2 separate regions of the Triticum aestivum genome follow, and region 1 is linked to region 2. Evidence: chromatin contacts called from public Hi-C data. All regions are on one chromosome and are shown on one strand. Each heading gives the region's core, a stretch centred on a gene start, on an enhancer-like site or on the middle of the called end of the contact. The rest is flanking DNA. Distances are from core to core; before and after follow the strand shown.

Region 1 (3,090 bases), core at 474-2,973, 170 kb before region 2:
AGTGTTCAAGTTGTTGACAGTGGGGTCCTGCCTGCCAGTTGGCTTCACAAGCCAGGGATTAGGGACGCACAAAGTTTCCTTAGCCTCAAATTTTTTGATGGGCCATAACCCATAATTAGGAAAGTTGGGCAGGGGTATCCCCTGCCCCATCCTAGTTATTTTGCTTCACAAGTCACAACTAATACAAGGACTATGGACAGCAATTAGCAGGAAGTATACTACCAATTGAATGAAATGGACGGATGTATTGATTGAGCCACTTTCATCCCCTTTGCCAGAATAGCGATCCTGAAAAAATTAGTCTAATATACACCTGGTCAAACGTCAAGGACAAAATGTACTTGTATATTCTTTTTTATGTATATACGCATTCCACAACACGCAACATGCAGACCTCATGTAGTAATTTTTTCTTATGTTTTTTCTCAATATAGGTTTGAGTCTTCACTAAAGTAAGAAAGCATTTGCAGTAGGAAACTCTCCTAATGTTTTCGTGGTAAAAATAGAAAGCATTAGCTCAATACCATCCAATGTAAGGACGTCATGTGGGGCCTGAGGCCACATGCTAGTGACACCATGGATGATATTCTCTTCCGTGATCTTTGTAATGATACCGAGCAATATTGCCCCTTAAAGCAAATCCAGTTTTGTTGTTTCCGTGTCACGTACACATATGTTTCTCCAATGAGTTGATGACACGATACACAATTGAACAAATCATCGTAGACTTGTGCTGCTAAACACCAATTTCTGTCTTCAGTTCGGAAAAATGATGATTCAGTTGTGTATTTACTTTGGTGAATGATCAGGACAGATGCGCAAACGCCTCAAATTTGCACGGTCCGTGACCTGTACAGTAGTCATCAAGACTCTTACCTGCTTGAGGCATAATTTGCTGCTGGGAGGCGAGGTGTTGTTGGCCTGAGCTGCAAGAGCCGAAGAACAATGGACAAAGTGTAACCAGTTCATGTCAGCTACAGTTCAGTGGAAGGCCAAAAGTTTCACATTCTGTGATGTATCAGCGGATATGTGTTACAGTTGACCACGATGCTATTAAATCAATATATAGGATATTGTCGATCCGATCTGATCCCTTGTCACCCTGAAAGTTCAAGCTTTACAGTCCTGAAATCCCGTCTCACTGAGCTTTCCTCTGCCATTTTGTAGTGTTCCGATGTTGTCAGGGAGCATTTGAGTTTGTTGAGTAGTATCTGTCTGGAAAGGAAGCGGAATTATTGAGTTGGGATGAACTGGCCAGCGGCCGTGTGTACCGGCTGACGGCTGGAGAGACCAAACGGGCACGTGGGAGCCGGTGGCGCAACCGCCACGGGCGATCGGTCGCCGCCCGTTCTTCCAACCCCGCCCGCCGTGTCATACTGTGATTAGTCCAATGCCCCCAGACTAAACCCACCCGGTCGCGCGCCGGCACGCGTCTCCGGTCGCCGGCGTCGTCACGTTATCCCCCAAAATAGAGCCGCCTCAGTGGTCAAACACTGACGTCGCACCAACGCATCGCGTCACCGGGCCGTTGCAGCTGCCCAAGGGTCCTTCCGGGCAGCTTCCGTGGCCATCTCGGTCGTCCGTTCGCCTACCGACGGCCCGGGATCGCCCTTGCCGGATTTCCTCGCTGCCGCCTGCCCACTGCGGCGCATTATTGCCGACCTTGCCGCACGCGGATAAATCAAAACTCGCCGCGCCGGAAAGCGACCGCAGAGCCGGCCCGTCTCCTCTCCTCCCTGACGCTATATAGCTACTCGTACTGTGTTCCCCACGCCTAACCACCCCGACGCGTGACAGCCGCCGGCGCCGATCTGACCAGCCTCGCTTCGCCTGCCTCGTACGCGCGCCGGGGAAAGGGAAAGTGAAAAGGGAAGAGGATCAGGGGAAGATGTGCTGCTGTTGCGGCGGCGGCGACCGCGAGCACGAGCACGGCTGTCGGCCGCTCGGGTTCCTGCTCGGCCTGCCCTTCGCGCTCCTCGCCGTCCTCGTCTCCATCGTCGGCGCCATCATCTGGATCATCGGGTACGTTTCCTCCTCCTCCTCCTCGTTCCGCGCGATTTGCCACCGCCAACCTGGCTGTTGGTCTGATGTTTGGTGCGTGCTGTAACACAGGCTGCCCATCTCGTGCATCTGCCCGTGCTGCCTGTGCGTGACGCTGCTGCTGGAGGCGGCGGTGGAGCTCGTCAAGGCGCCGCTCCACGTCATGACGTGGTTCACCTCCAAGATACCCTGCTGATTCCTCGCTGATCAGGGACCGCTCGCTCGCCCCCCTCGCTCATGGCTTAGTCGGCCTTGCACATGTCCGCAGATTCTTGTTGTTTTTTTCACCTCGAAACATATGTTCGCAGATTGATCGGCGTATATTTCGTACCATGGCTGATGATTCCTGCTAGCTTCCCCCCTTGGTTCGATCGTTCCTGTGATCCCTTCCGCGATGTTTGATGATTGTGACTTTACTTCTCGTGACTGTTAGCGACTGCCTGTAGTTCTGTTTCCGCCAGATTCTTCGGCTGTTATTTGTCGGCGATTGCTATGGACACGATGTCTACCGTGTGCTCTCTTGATGTTGATCACTGGGCTTTTCTGCCTTAAGAGTATATCTGGCCATGGGCCGGGCCGGGCCGGGCTTGGGCCAGGCCTAAAAAAGCCCACAGCAAAAAAATGAGGCCCAGGCCCTCCCAGGCCCTACCATCGGGCCTACTTTTCAAGCCCAAGCCTGGCCCATCTGGTAATAAGCCCTAAAAAGCCATTAGGGCTTAGGGTAGTGGCCCGGGCCTCTTCCTTAAAATGCTAATATGCCAAGCCCAAGCCCGTCCAGGCCCTGCTTGTGGCTCAAAACTCAGACCCAAGCCCGGCCCACGGGCAAGCCCATCGGGCCTAGGCCCTGGATTTTAGGGCAGGGCCTGGGTGGGCCGACAGGGCCGTGCCTCAGATGGCCAGGACTACTTAAGAGTATCTACAACCGGACATCGCAAATCCGGCCCCCAATCCTGCTCTTTTAGAGCAACTCTAGTCGATCCCAAGAGCAACTCTAGTCGATCCCCTAAAGGTCTCTGATCCCTAAAGGTCTACAGAGAAATAAAATTTCAC
Region 2 (3,448 bases), core at 440-2,939:
CATTAGTAAAGGTTTACTGTAGCTTAATTATCCGGGCGTCACAGCGCCGCCCCGAGCTCCCCTGTCTTCCCCTAGGGTGCCATTGACACCGCCGTGATCTCCTCTTGCCTTTCTCCAGTTTCCCCTCTCGTTTGCTCTCGTTAGGTATTTCGCCGTGGCCGAGAACCACCATCCGCCATGGCCATTGCAGTTGTAGCCACTGAGCTCCTCGTATTGACCCCGTGGCACATGCCGCTCCTATGTGCGCCCATGCCCGAGCCTTCAGCTCTTCTTCCACGCCTGCGGGGCCACTCCCTCTCTGGCTCTCCATGCCCACGCACATGCCACACCGCGTCCGTCGCGCCCGCCGTTGCCATCACGCTCGCCACAGCCACCGCACCACTGTGCCCCGCGTGATGCACACCCTGGCTGCGCGTCACACTCTCACTGGCTGCGCTCGCCCCTCTGATGCCGCCTATCCCTTCGCTCGCCCCGCTGTCGCGCCCCTGCCTTGCGCCGCCTCCTGTCGCAGCCATCTTCTGTCGGCCGCCCCTTCAGCCATGCCGGCTGCATCTCTGCCCTCCACCGTCGGCCGCTCGCCTCGCCTGCTGCGTGCTTTTTCCTGCTGATATGCGCTGCTCTACCACTGGTACACTGTTGCGCCATGCCCTCGACACCGCCGTGGACAAACGTGGCGGAGGGATTGTCAGTGGAGTACAAGGAGGAGGTCGCGGAGAAGGTGTGGAGAGGCAAGAGATCTAGGATGGCGTCAGCTGGCTGTGGTGGAGGTGATTATGCGAGAAGGAGCCGGAGCGGAAGGAGAGGTCACAATTGGAAAGAATCACAAAAAAATCATAACCCGGAGATCTCATTCCAAAAAATGCTAATATCGATGGAGGGGTGATTTTCTTCAATAGGTGGAAAACATAGGAACTATTGGATGTTATCAAGGAAAGGTAAGAATTTAGAAAAGTTAGAATTCTGAACTGATTTCTATGCAAATGGGGTTTTATTGTTTGGTAACATGATATCGGTATCTGCCCGTTTGTGACGTGTCTGGTTAGGAAAGTTTGCAAATGTTAAGAAACTATTTATTGGGAGGAAAGTTTGTGATGTGTCTGTTGTTTGTTTCCTAAAACAAATTTCACTAATGAGAGAAATCGATTGATTTAGATAAGTTAGGAAAGTTAAATTCAAATCTATTACTTGTTTCTTAAAAATTTGTTATTTGTTTCCTAAGACAAATTGAATCAATAAAAGGAATCGATTGATACGAATAATTTAAGGAAGTTAGATCCGTGACTTGTTATACCTTAGGAAAGTCCTGGTTGTAATAAAGAGTGGAGAGAAAAATAAACCGATTGACCAGGATGGGAGGGGTGATGGGAGGAGAGACGGAAAAAAATAGCGAAAATAAACCGTGAAGACTATTCACCAACTGCTCCATTAGGAGTAGAGATTAACCATTGGACCAACTTAATATTACATCTTAAATTTGATGGTCCATGTACCCTAAAAAACTCTTTTAAATGGAAAAATTCCAAAAGTAGCAGCCCCTTTCTAATTATCGCACCGTTGTATTGTATTCTACGTGCACCGACTAATGGAGAGTCGGCGACACGTACGTACACTTGCAAGTCCGCAGTGACGCACTTAGGAGCCTATAATCGCTTGGAAGGCTTGTTGCCATGCCACCGGGTCATCTTCAACTCTGGCGCGGCCCGCCGATCGAACAGGCATAAAATTGCAAACGTTCTTGCCGCTGTATCTTGTAAGTTAGCAAATAGCAATGTTGACCAAGGCAGTGGTGTCCCTCCTCTTCCTCTTGAGCGTCTCCCGCTGCGGGACGTCGTGGCAGAGCTACGATGCGATATACAACTTCGGCGACTCCATCTCCGACACCGGCAATCTCTGCACGGGCGGCTGCCCGTCGTGGCTCACCATGGGCCAGCCGCCGTACGGAACCAGCTACTTCGGCCGCCCGACCGGACGCTGCTCCGACGGCCGCGTCGTCGTCGACTTCCTCGGTACATTCATCCATTCGATCTGTTTTGCGTGCCACCATCTCACTCGAAGTAGAAGCATCGGCATGCCAGGTAGATCATGGTTATGGCCTCTGACCTTTGGTGCTGCGCGTGCAGCTCAGTTCTTCGGTCTGCCACTGCTTCCGCCGTCCAAGAGGAACGGCACCGACTTCAGGAAAGGCGCAAACATGGCCATCATCGGCGCCACCGCCATGAACCTGGACTTCTTCCAGTCTCGCGGCCTGGGCAGCAGCATCTGGAACAACGGGCCTCTGGACACGCAAATCCAGTGGTTCCAGCAGCTCATGCCTTCCATCTGCGGCGGCGCCAGCGGTGAGTGTATATATATGCTGCGGGCCTTCGACTGAATTTTGTGAGGAATGTGCCTAAATGCGACGTGTCCATCTGCCTGTAGATTGCAGGAGCCACCTGAGCAACTCCCTGTTCATCTTGGGCGAGTTCGGGGGCAACGACTACAACGCGCCGATCTTCGGCGGCAAGAGCCTCGACGAGGTGTACACCTACGTGCCACACATCGTCAACAAGATCACAAGCGGCGTAGAGGTACACATCTTCCAGATATACCTCCTGAAAAAAAAAATTAGAGCGTCTAGCTCATCTAGATACCGTCCATATGATATGATCGTATCAACGCAGACGCTGATCGGGCTGGGCGCGGTGGACGTGGTGGTGCCGGGCGTGCTGCCGATCGGGTGCTTCCCGCTGTACCTGACCCTGTACGGGAGCTCCAACCAGAGCGACTACGACGGGGACGGCTGCCTTGAGCGCTTCAACGACCTGTCCCGCTACCACAACCAGCTGCTCAAGCAGGGAATTTGCAGCCTCCAGAGCAAGTACGCCGGCGTGAGGCTCATGTACGGCGACTTCTACACCCAGGTCACCGAGATGGTGCGTTCTCCCCGGAGCTTCGGTACGTCCGTGCGTGCGTGCATGCGATCACGCGCCGTCGCGCGCTTCTCCATGTGCCTCTTTCGGTTGATTAGCACATGTGTTTCTCGTGTTAGCAAACATCTCTAATTAGCAACATCAACAAGTTAAGCATGCACCGCCTCCTGCGAGTGGATCGACACGCACACACGTCAGTGCATGCAGGTGTCCGGCTTTGCGAGCCGGGGCGATGCTCACGGGACGGATATGGCCAACTGTACGTGTGTATCCTGCTCGACTTTTTTCCCCTGTGCGCTCAGCAGTGCTGCAAGCGGCTCCAGTGACGGTTTCAGATTTTATCCAGAAAAAAAGTCTTGCAAGGAGAAAAGGGTTATCCAGATTTGTCGGTCCAAGGTTATCTAAAGCAAAATTCTTCTTTGCGTCGGCAACTGCATCTTTTAGTAACGTTCTCCTTCTTCTTCACGACTAGCCGATAACCCAGCACGAGGAGCAGTGGCGTGTCTAGTGGCTAACTTTGGACATTTCTTAACCATCAG

Evidence for each region. Hi-C and Micro-C count contacts between places; a contact is called where the count stands out from the background.
Region 1: a Hi-C map of leaf shows a contact between it and region 2, with 4 times the contacts expected there. The contact joins the promoter of LOC123069220 here to the promoter of LOC123065153 in region 2. A contact is called at or near these places in 1 of 5 Hi-C or Micro-C datasets (leaf) and 1 of 1 datasets of contacts at active chromatin or transcription factors (leaf).

The regions. Positions count from the first base shown.
Region 1 is chr3B:173,364,976-173,368,065 of IWGSC CS RefSeq v2.1, reverse strand. LOC123069220 (signaling peptide TAXIMIN 1) reads left to right here and starts at 1,723. Exons shown (of 2, transcript XM_044492012.1): 1 at 1,723-2,022; 2 at 2,113-2,549. The coding sequence starts at 1,889. The coding sequence ends at 2,236. It overlaps LOC123069219, which reads left to right. Exons shown (of 7, transcript XR_006432356.1): 7 at 810-1,126.
Region 2 is chr3B:173,197,036-173,200,483 of IWGSC CS RefSeq v2.1, reverse strand. LOC123065153 (GDSL esterase/lipase At5g45910-like) reads left to right here and starts at 1,689. Exons shown (of 5, transcript XM_044488507.1): 1 at 1,689-2,006; 2 at 2,121-2,336; 3 at 2,419-2,567; 4 at 2,661-2,912. The coding sequence starts at 1,769.